Linked DNA regions of Mus musculus: regions 1 and 3 are each linked to region 2. A link is a contact called in public ChIA-PET data. All regions are on one chromosome and are shown on one strand. Each heading gives the region's core, a stretch centred on a gene start, on an enhancer-like site or on the middle of the called end of the contact. The rest is flanking DNA. Distances are from core to core; before and after follow the strand shown.

Region 1 (3,019 bases), core at 204-2,703, 380 kb before region 2:
TAAGCTCTTGAGGTCGGTGCGGAGCTCCCTTTCAGCGTCAGCTGCCTCAGAGCTGCCTGGAGGGTAAAGACCTTCATCAGGGAGGAGGCCCCCACCCCGCAGCCTCTTCCCAGATCACTGCTGACTCTGCACCTAAGTAGTAAGATTTCCTAGCCAGCAAATGATCGTGGCCTCACGTTCGTTCCTGAGCAGGTGCCGGCCCTACTTTTTTTTTTTTTTTTTAATCTCTTTAGGTTCTTTCTCTTTGCCCAATGTTTACAAGGTCTGGATTGTAGTCTCCACGCCCAGGTGTGATTCAGGGCCCTTCCCAGTCTCCCTGGGTTTCTGGTTCAGTGCTTCAGTCTCTCTGTCCACCCATCTTATTTGTAGAGCAAAACCAGGTGTATTTATTTAGGCTTGTAAAGTGGGAAGGTGTCCACAGGCAGGGGAGCTTTGCTGATAATGTCACTTACGGATGGCTGACGTGGGCTCATACTGGCATTGCCTGTTTTCTTGTTTGCTACCATCTGGACATTACTTTGGTTTTGTTTTGGTTTTGGTTTTGGTTTTGGTTTTTCGGGACAGGGTTTCTCTGTATAGCCCTGGCTGTCCTGGAACTCACTTTGTAGATCAGGCTGGCCTCAAACTCAGAAATCCACCTCCTGAGTGCTGGGATTAAAGGTGTGCACCACCACGCCCAGCTTTTTTTTTGGGGGGGGGGCATTACTTTTTAAACCTTGTGTCTTTGGCTTTGTGCCCACATGCTTTGCAGGATATGAATTCAGAGATAATATGAGTGACAAATGATAGCGCCAAGGTCAGGGGGGTGTGTGATGCTGCATGTTGGATTTCTCTCTTGGCAGCCCAGGTTCTTGGGGACCTATGGTTTCATCTACCTTTCCCATGCGTCAGGACTCGGGGGAGTGTTCTTCTCTTAGGAGTGGGATACCTTAGCCACTCCAGCCCACTCTACAGGGTGCCTTCAACTCTTTGAGGAAATGCCAGGGAAGTTAAGAGTGGCTGTGCCTGGGATAAAATCGTGTTACACTTTAAAACACCCTAAAAATAGAGATGCTGAATCCCTAGAACCATGAAGGAACTTACCTGCTTTATTGTTTTATGGCTCCTAGTACGAGGCTTTATGGAGCTTGACCGTGATTTTCTTTACAGAGTTCTGTGCACTTCTTATCTGAGACATTACGTTTTCTCTAACACATGGGATGCCTGCCTGCCAACTCTACTGAGTCATTGCTCTGGAAAGTGCCTCAGAAGTGACTGTACTTGACTAGCCTGCAATCTTTCTCTTTGGTTAATATTGTGAATTCTGCTTTTCTTACCCACTGAGTTGGCTCTGCAGTCTGTTTTGTTGGTCTTACCATAAGCGTGCATGTTAACTCTCAAGGATGGGTGTTTCTCACTGGTGCTGTTGTTTCAGGATACTTACCGCAGAAGGCAGATGCAGAGAACCATCACGAGGCAGATGTCCTTTGATCTCACAAAGCTGCTGGTTACTGAGGATTGGTTCAGTGACATCAGTCCACAAACCATGAGACGGTTACTCAATATTGTTTCGGTGACAGGTGACTTTTGTTTTTCAAGTTCTGTGACAGATAATAAGTTTTATTTTGTTTATATTGTTTTGAGATAGTAGGCATTGAACTCAGGGCTTGTGCAAGCTCTGTGAATGTTGTGCTATTGAGTTGCACCCCCAGACTCACCATAAGTTTTAACGTTAACAGAGCACTTTGAGTGTGAGCTGTGTTGGTAGTGGTAGATGATAGTAGTAACTTTTTTGTAATAGTACTTGACAATCTGATATCACTTGGGAATTTATCTTAAAAGTTCATCATTTTAAAGTTCTTTTACTTTATATTTAGGCTAAATTTATATAATTTATATAACTGAGCACATTAATATTTGTGCTGAAATTCAGATTTTTATATACTGCCATATTATTTCAGTTTTTCTATGATAATTTGAATAAAAATATTTGTAATACAATGGAGACTATTAGCTAGGCAGTGGTGGCCCACATCTTTAATCTCAACACTCTGGAGGCAGAGACAGGCATATCTTTGATCAGGTTCAAGGCAAGCTTGGTCTACAGAGTGAACTCTAGGTCAGCCAGAGCTAAACAGAGAAACCCTGTCTCGAACCTCCCAAGCCTGCCCCATTCCCCAAAAAGGAGCTTATTGCTATGACTGAATTCTTTGTGTGGACGCTGCTCTTCTGTATGTTAAGGCTAATTAGCATGAGAGCAGTCATAGACACACTTGCATTTTAACTTCTAGAATGTGTGTCTTTCCTTACATGGTATTGCTTGGTACCTTCTGGTGTTTCCTAGTGTTGACTCTGTCAATTGGAATTGCATTTTATACTAAGTTTAGGGCTCCTGACGTAAACTGTATTATAGGTGGGGGTCATACCTAAGATAACATTTTATAGTTATAAATCTCTTTAAATGAGACTTCAATCTTCCAATGCTGGTTCGACAGAGGAACTGTTTCCTGATATTATTGCTAACACCGACATTCTCACTTGACAATATGTCTTATCATCCTTCTTATGCCCAGAGTTGGTCTGGGCATGGTAGAAATTTAACAGGAAGTAAGATAGCACCCCTCCCACTCAAGCACCTCCCTTTCCCTGGAACTTCTCCTGGCTCTGCCCCTCCTGGCTCTGCCCCTGCCTTGGCCCTGCTTCTGTTCTCAGCAAAGCTCCTTGGTAGAGCACACTGCCCTCTCCCATGCTGTTCTTCCTCCAGTCCTCCCAGATTTCCCAAGACCCTTCTCAGGGCTTCAGCGAGGAGACTGCACTTGAGGTTCCCCAATGGCTCCTACAGGGAGCGTGCAGGGCCAGGGCTCCATCCTTATCTGGATGCCACAAGCAGCTGTAGCAATGGTTTCCCTCCTAACTGTTGCTAGTTAACACATTGTGTCCTCTTGCTCTTTAATATTAGGCTGCCCGTGACTACAGTTCTTGGAGCTCAACTTTGTATCTTGACCAGTTTTCATTAACATGGCCTGTCATGATTCTGAGC
Region 2 (3,282 bases), core at 118-2,617:
AGGCTGAACAGATTAAAGTGTTCCTTCCCACCATTGGCACAGGGAGCCTGCTATTTGTGTCAATCAAGCAGTGACATCATTTGGATGCCATAGTTCTGTTTGGACTCTATGCTATGATGTAGCAGATCCCAGTGGTACTCAGGATATGTAAACTAGGGAAGGACAACTTAGTGTTAGTTACCTTTTTTCAGCACTGTGACAACACACTGAAAAATAAGAAATGAAGGTTTTTGTTTTTCATTTTTATTTTTCACAGTGTTAACTTACAGTCTGCCATGGCAGGAAAGTCATTACAGTTGGAACTAGAGGCATTCAGCCACATTGGATCTGCCATTAGGAAGCAAACTGAGATGAATGTGGCTTTCTCCTTTCTGGTAAGTCAGAGACATCAGCCTGGCGAATAGCTGGACACTTTTAGGGTGGCTCACCCCATTTCAATTAAATTAGAAACTCTTTTACAGACGTTTCCAGAGGTTTGTCTCCTAGATGGTTCTAGCTTCTGTTAATCTGTCAACCAATATTAACTATGACGAGCACCAAAGGGAGCTGCGGCCAGGCCTGAAGAGCCTCAGTGAATGGCTTGCTTTCCTGAGAAAGGCCAATCATCAGTGCCTGCCCCATGAGAGGAGTGGCCCCTTCCATGCTTTTTGGCCATGTCAGTCATGCAGCATGTTACTTTGGGATATTAAATAGCACATGTCCAGGCTGGCTTCTGTCAGAATCACTAACTTGAAAGATTGGGAGGGTCCACCACAAAGAGAAGTAGACTGGACTCTAAGATTGGACACAAGCAAAGTCAGAGAGAACAGGGAAGTTTCACAAACACTAGGCCCGTCCTCCCTCATGTCACCCACTCGTGTTCTGGTATTTCCTCATCAGCTCTTCCCCGTGATCTTCTATGGAGATGATGGATTGATTCACTTGTCCATGAAGACATTGACTGCAGGCAGTGTTTCCCAGGGGCTGTCTTGAAGGACAGCAACTAGGAGAGACCCTCTGGGGACATGTGCCTGGAGGAGGGCATTTGGCCATCTCTTTTGTAGGAGAAACAAAGTACCTTACGCTGAAGTTCTATGTATGTGGTGTTTGTAGCAAAACTACTGTCAGTGTAATCTTCTGCAGAGAAAACATCATAGAATACAGAAGGCAAAGCTAGCTCGGGAAAGATTCCTGGAACTGAGTAGAGTGTGAAGACCCATGTGCCACACCGCACCTCCTCTGTAGAAGTGCCAGTAAGCCATTAAGAAAACAGGATGGCTTTGGTATTGACACCATTTTATCTGTCATCAGCCACCTAGCACAGGTCTGGGTGTCACAGTGGCAGAGAGGAAGTGAGTTTTGAACATGAAAATGACACCACAGGTTGATGTGTTTAAGTGCTTGGTCCCCAGCTAGTGGCACATTTTGGAAAAGTGGCCCCTGAGGTTAACATCTCTGCCCTGCTTCCTGCTCACCATTTGTTTCCTGCTTCACTGAGATATGAACCAGCACCCTGACACTCTCGAAGCATAGCCTATGGCCTCCCCTGCCGTTATCCCACCATGGCAGTAAAGGATCTGTCCTTCTTGTCTTATACCATGAACAAACATATATCATTCTTCCTTTGTATTTTCAGGTTTTTGGTCACAGCAGAAAGAAAGTAACATAAGAATGTTAACCAAGAGTCAGACAATGGGTGTAGACCACTAGGTAAGTGTTCTGGACTAGTGGTAGGTAGTGCAAGCTGAAAGAGGAGGAATCTTTGTGTGTGTGATTGGATACACACACACACACACACACACACACACATTCAAGTGTCTACAATGTGTGTGGAGAACAGAAGATAAGCCTAGGTGTCATTCCTTACTGCCATTATCCATCTTATATTTTGAGACAGAATTTCTCATTGGCCTGTAGCTGGTGTTTGCTCCTTTGTGGGTTCTTCCTTCCATCCTTCTCCATCCTTTCCCCACCCTTTCAACCCCCTAACACTAGATAGGAGAGGAAAAGTAGGGGGTCAAGGGGGTTTATGTTTTTATTGGTTATTTTATTTATTTGCATTTCAAATATTATCCCCCTTCCTGGTTTCCCCTCTGCATATCCCTTGTCCCCTCCCCCTACTTCTATGAGGGTGCTCTTCCACCCACCCAACCCACCCACTCCTACCTCACTGCCCTAGCATTCCCCTATGCTTGGGCATTGAGCCTTCACAGGTCCAAGCTCCTCCCTTCCTATTGATGCCAGATAAAGCCATCCTCCCCTACATAAGCAGCTGGAGCCATGGGCCCCTTCATGTATACTCTTTGGCTGGTGATTTAGTCCCTGGGAGCTCTGGGTGGGGTCTGCTTGGTTGATATTGTTGTTCTTCCTATGGGGTTGCAAACCCCTTCAGCTCCTTCAATCCTTCCTCTAGCTCCTCCATCAGGGTCCCCATTGCTAAGTCTGATGGTTGGCTGCAAGCATCTGCATCTGTATTGGTCAGGCTCTGGCAGAGCCTCTTAGGAGGCAACAATACCAGGCTCCTGTCAGCAAGTATTTCTTGGCATCAGCAATAGTGTCTGGGTTTGGTGGCTGCATATGGGATGGATCCCCAGGTGGGGCAGTCTCTGGGTGGCCTTTCCTTCGATCTCTGCTCCACTTTTTGTCCCTGTATTTATTTTAGACAGGAGCAATTATGGGTTAAAATTTTTTGAGATGAGTGGGTGGCCTGATACCTCAACCAGCGGCTGTGCCTAACCTCTAGATATGGTCTCTACAGGTTCTCTCTCCAGTTTATGAATTTTTTAAAGACACAAAAATTCCAAAATTTGTCACTACATTGGCCTGAACTTGGTAAGTACGCCAATTTGACTGGCCATTCAGTCTCAGGGCTTTGCCCATGTCTTCCCTGGCACTGGGATTTCAATCTACTTGCAACAATACCCTTCTCATGTGGGCTCAGATCTGCCTGTTTATGTAGCAAGCACTTCATCATCTGAGCCATCTTCCCAGTCCATAGGAGAGGGATCTTGAGTCAGTTATGGAGGAGGGGTTGATGAGTACTGGATGGAGCTTGGAGATCAAGGTAGCAGACAGGTTACCATTGAATCTGTCAGTCATAGTCATAGTCATAGTCATAGTCATAGTCTGTGACTACATCCATGAACATGGAAGGTAAAGGTGAGTGTTTCCAAGCCTGACGGGACCCACACTGTGGAAGGAGACAAATGACTCCTGAAAGTTGTCTTTTGATTTCCACATATGCACTCTGATACTCAAGTGTTCCCACACATACACAAACAATAAATAAGTGTTTTATTTTCT
Region 3 (3,334 bases), core at 564-3,063, 310 kb after region 2:
TGACAAAACGGAGAAGAGTTTATTTAATCTTAGAGTTTCAGATGGAGAGAGTCCACTGTGGTGAGGAACACGGCAATAGGTGGCGGTGGGGCATAGCACTAGCTGGGGGCAGAGCCCGGCAGCAGAAACAGGAAGACAGTGGTTACCATTGCATCTGTCAACAAGTGGAGGCAGGCTTTCAAAGTTCAGAACCGGTCCCCAGTGACATACTTCTTCAGCAAGTTCGTCCTATTGGTCCCATACCCTTTCCCAAACAGTGTCTCAAGCTGCCAAATGTTGAAACACATGAGACCTGTGAGGCTGTGTCTCATTCAGACTACAGCAGAGGCCACTGTCACTTTGTCACTATGGTGCACTGAAGTGGGCGGTAGGTGCGAGCTTTATGGAAATTGCTGAAAGATCACCACCTCCTTACGCTGCTCCCATTCTCCGCCCCCACCCTACCCACCCCGAGATCCACCTGCACCTACCATGTGTGTTCCAGTGAGGAATGTCCCCCATCATCTTGTTCGTTTGAACATTTGGTTCCCAGAAGGTGCAGCTGTCTGGGAAGGTTTAGGACATGTGCTTTAATAGAGGGAGTATGTCACAGGAGGTGGGCTTTGAGATTAAAGCCTCATGTCATTTCCAGTCATTATCTATGCTTACTGCTTATGTTACAAGACATGTGCCCTCAGCTTGTCACTCAAGCCACCGTGCCTTCCACCTCCTTCATTCTGTCCCCAACATTATGAACTCAAACCCCCTGGAACCATGAGCCTAAATAAACTCTTTCTTCTATAAGTTGCCTTGATCACAGTGTTTCACCACAGCAGCAGAAAAGTGACTAACACACTGTTGCCATTGAACTTTGGTGTTGAACTTCTTAGGGCTAACATTTATGAGAGGTATAGGTAATAGAAATCATTTTGGTAGGTTTTAATTCATTCACTCATGTATTCAAAGCTGTCTTTCTCAAGGCATGTCAAGAAGCCTTGACATAGGTGTATGAGCGAGTGACAAGCTAGCAGTAGGAACTGACCATGGTGTAAACTCACAAAATGCAGCACATTCTAGGTCAAAGAGTAGCCTTTGGGGACCCAGGTGCATTCCTTCACAGGACCCAGAAAGTTGTCAGTGCTTCTCCTACAGGAACGGAGTAAGCACCTGCTTGATTTCTATTGTGTTGTTGCAACACCATAACCAAAAGTGGTTTAGAGAAGCAATTGTTCATTTTGTGTACATTTCAATATCACAGTCCCACTGAAGGAAGTCATGGTAAGGGCTCATTCAGAAACTTGAAGCAGAAGCTATGGAGGGCTGTGGCTTGCTGGATCGCTCTTTCTTTCTTTCTTTCTTTCTTTCTTTCTTTCTTTCTTTCTTTCTTTCTTCTTTTCTTTTCTTTTCTTTTCTTTTCTTTTCTTTTCTTTTCTTTTCTTTTCTTTTCTTTTTTTTTTTTTTTTGAGACAGGGTTTCTCTGTGTACTTTGGCTGAACTCACTCTGTAGACCAGGCTGGCCTCGAACTCAGAAATCCACCTGCCTCTGCCTCCCAAGTGCTGGGATTAAAGGCGTGCCCCACCACCGCCCAGCCATACTTAGCTTTCTTGTATAGTTCAGGACCAGCTGTCCCCCACAGTATGCTGGGCCCTCCTCCACCATTTAACACTAAAGGCAATGCCCAACAGATACAACCGCTGGTCAGCCTGGTTCTGCTCTCCTTTCAGATGACTCCAGGCTGTGTCAGTTTGACAGTTGAAGCTAACTAGGACTGTGTGGAAGCCCACAGGGAGCAGCAGGTGCGCGGGGTGCCTGGTTGTACCTGGGAAATGTAAATGCAAGCTTTGTTTCCTTGTCTCTTGAAATGCTGGAAGGAAAACCACAGGTGCCTTCAAGGAAACAGATGGAAGCTGCGGTGTGTTTTGTGTAACCAAAGCATTAGGCTGTGTTTGTGTGGCTTCGGGCGAGTTACTTCCTCTGAGCTCTGATCTTTCTCAGGTGCAGCTCCAGAAACCATCCTTTCCTTTCCTTGTGGCTTTCTCGGGTCCACCGGCTTGCTCCGCCTCTGTGGTGTAAAAGACGCAGGCCCCTCTGTCATAGGCAGTAGACTGGCATGCCGTCTGGGTTTCCTTTCTAATCTTCCGCGAGTCTCATTCCAGAGCCCTTGGACAATAGGGCGGCATGGTGGGAGAGAGAAGAATGAACTCAGGGAGGGGGCCGGCCAATCTTAGCTTATTTCAAAGAGTTCACGTGGATTGTAAGTGTCGGATCATGAGGAGGCTGGCAAAAGGGCCCGCTCCTCATGAGGTCTGGTTAATATTAGGAATTATTGCCTCAAACACTGCAGGTGTGGATCGACCCCTTTCAGTCCCTGCAAGTGGGGCTGCAACCGCCTTTGACAGCCTCCAAGCTGCAGAGTGCTCACGCCCAGGGCAGACAATGATGCGGGGGAGTTGCTGGTTTTAGGATAGAAAATTACAATGCATATATAGTAAACAGCACCTGGAAGTTTACTAATGATTTTTACAATTAACAGCAGCGGTCTGATTATTCATGCGTGCTTTCTATGAAAGAGAAGAAAGGAAGCAGATGTTGAAAACAGTCACGTGGCTTGGAGTTTACTGGGAGGGGGCCCTGGTGGTGAGAGAAGAAGGATGGATGGGCTGGAGCAAAAGGAAGGAAGAGTGAACGAGGTGGAGATAGCTTCCTGTGGTTTTGCTCTGGCTGTCGTATGCAAATAGCCTCATCCAGATCTCACAAGAAACCTTCAGATACTTTCACATCTTCTTAAGTCATTTCTACACTCTGCATGTTTAAAGCCCCATGTAGTTTGCAGCGGCTGAGCAATAGATATATTAAGTAGTCAATGGAAACATATGATTGGGCTTTTTTTTTTTTTCTGTTTCGTACTAAATTTTGTGTGGCTCTGATGAACATGTAGGATGATTCTGGCTCAATGCCTGTAAAAGGCACCAGGTGGGCTTCTGGTTACTTCTAGAGACTCCTGTTCTTCAACCATGAAGCCATCTGTATTATATTCTGAAACTTGATGTCTGATTCCAATGTTTTTCACCCTTTGTTTCTCAGCCTTTTAAACCCCTTGCTCAGCTCCAAGTAAATTTGATGACTTTGTCTACAACTGAATGCTGAATGGACTTGTTTATATACTGAAAAGGGATGGTGTTGTCAGACAGTGCTCTTAAGGGTTAAATGTTTTCTTGTTTCACCATACACAGGCTTGCTCTCTCTCTCTCTCTCTGTCTCTCTCTCTCTCTGTCTCTCTCTGTCTCTCTCTCTCTCTCTGTCTCTCTATCTATCTATCTATCTATCTATCTATCTATCTATCTATCTATCTAT

What was found. ChIA-PET counts read pairs in DNA pulled down with a chosen protein or histone mark.
Region 1: a contact with region 2 is called in an RNA polymerase II ChIA-PET map of memory CD8 T cells, with 17 read pairs. The contact joins two enhancer-like sites. A contact is called at or near these places in 1 of 115 datasets of contacts at active chromatin or transcription factors (memory CD8 T cells) and 2 of 9 other capture datasets (liver and pancreatic islet).
Region 3: an RNA polymerase II ChIA-PET map of memory CD8 T cells shows a contact between it and region 2, with 6 read pairs. The contact joins two enhancer-like sites. A contact is called at or near these places in 2 of 115 datasets of contacts at active chromatin or transcription factors (CD8 T cells and memory CD8 T cells).

Annotation. Positions count from the first base shown.
Region 1 is chr12:25,011,883-25,014,901 of GRCm38.p6, forward strand. Kidins220 (kinase D-interacting substrate 220) reads left to right here. Exons shown (of 32, transcript NM_001081378.1): 21 at 1,415-1,559. Among named protein-coding and RNA genes, the nearest start is that of Gm36236, 38 kb to the left of the region's middle. Within about 2 kb of position 1,454, at least 89 of the 459 cell types and tissues checked have an H3K27ac peak or open chromatin away from gene starts, as enhancers often do. A contact at or near this core is called in memory CD8 T cells, where this site is marked.
Region 2 is chr12:25,393,139-25,396,420 of GRCm38.p6, forward strand. It overlaps Gm36723 (a long non-coding RNA gene), which reads left to right. Exons shown (of 12, transcript XR_001780577.2): 5 at 257-374; 6 at 1,616-1,689; 7 at 2,738-2,811. Among named protein-coding and RNA genes, the nearest start is that of Gm36723, 39 kb to the left of the region's middle. Within about 2 kb of position 1,368, at least 28 of the 459 cell types and tissues checked have an H3K27ac peak or open chromatin away from gene starts, as enhancers often do. A contact at or near this core is called in CD8 T cells and memory CD8 T cells, where this site is marked.
Region 3 is chr12:25,700,603-25,703,936 of GRCm38.p6, forward strand. No RefSeq gene overlaps it. Among named protein-coding and RNA genes, the nearest start is that of Gm36886, 230 kb to the left of the region's middle. Within about 2 kb of position 1,814, at least 32 of the 459 cell types and tissues checked have an H3K27ac peak or open chromatin away from gene starts, as enhancers often do. A contact at or near this core is called in CD8 T cells and memory CD8 T cells, where this site is marked.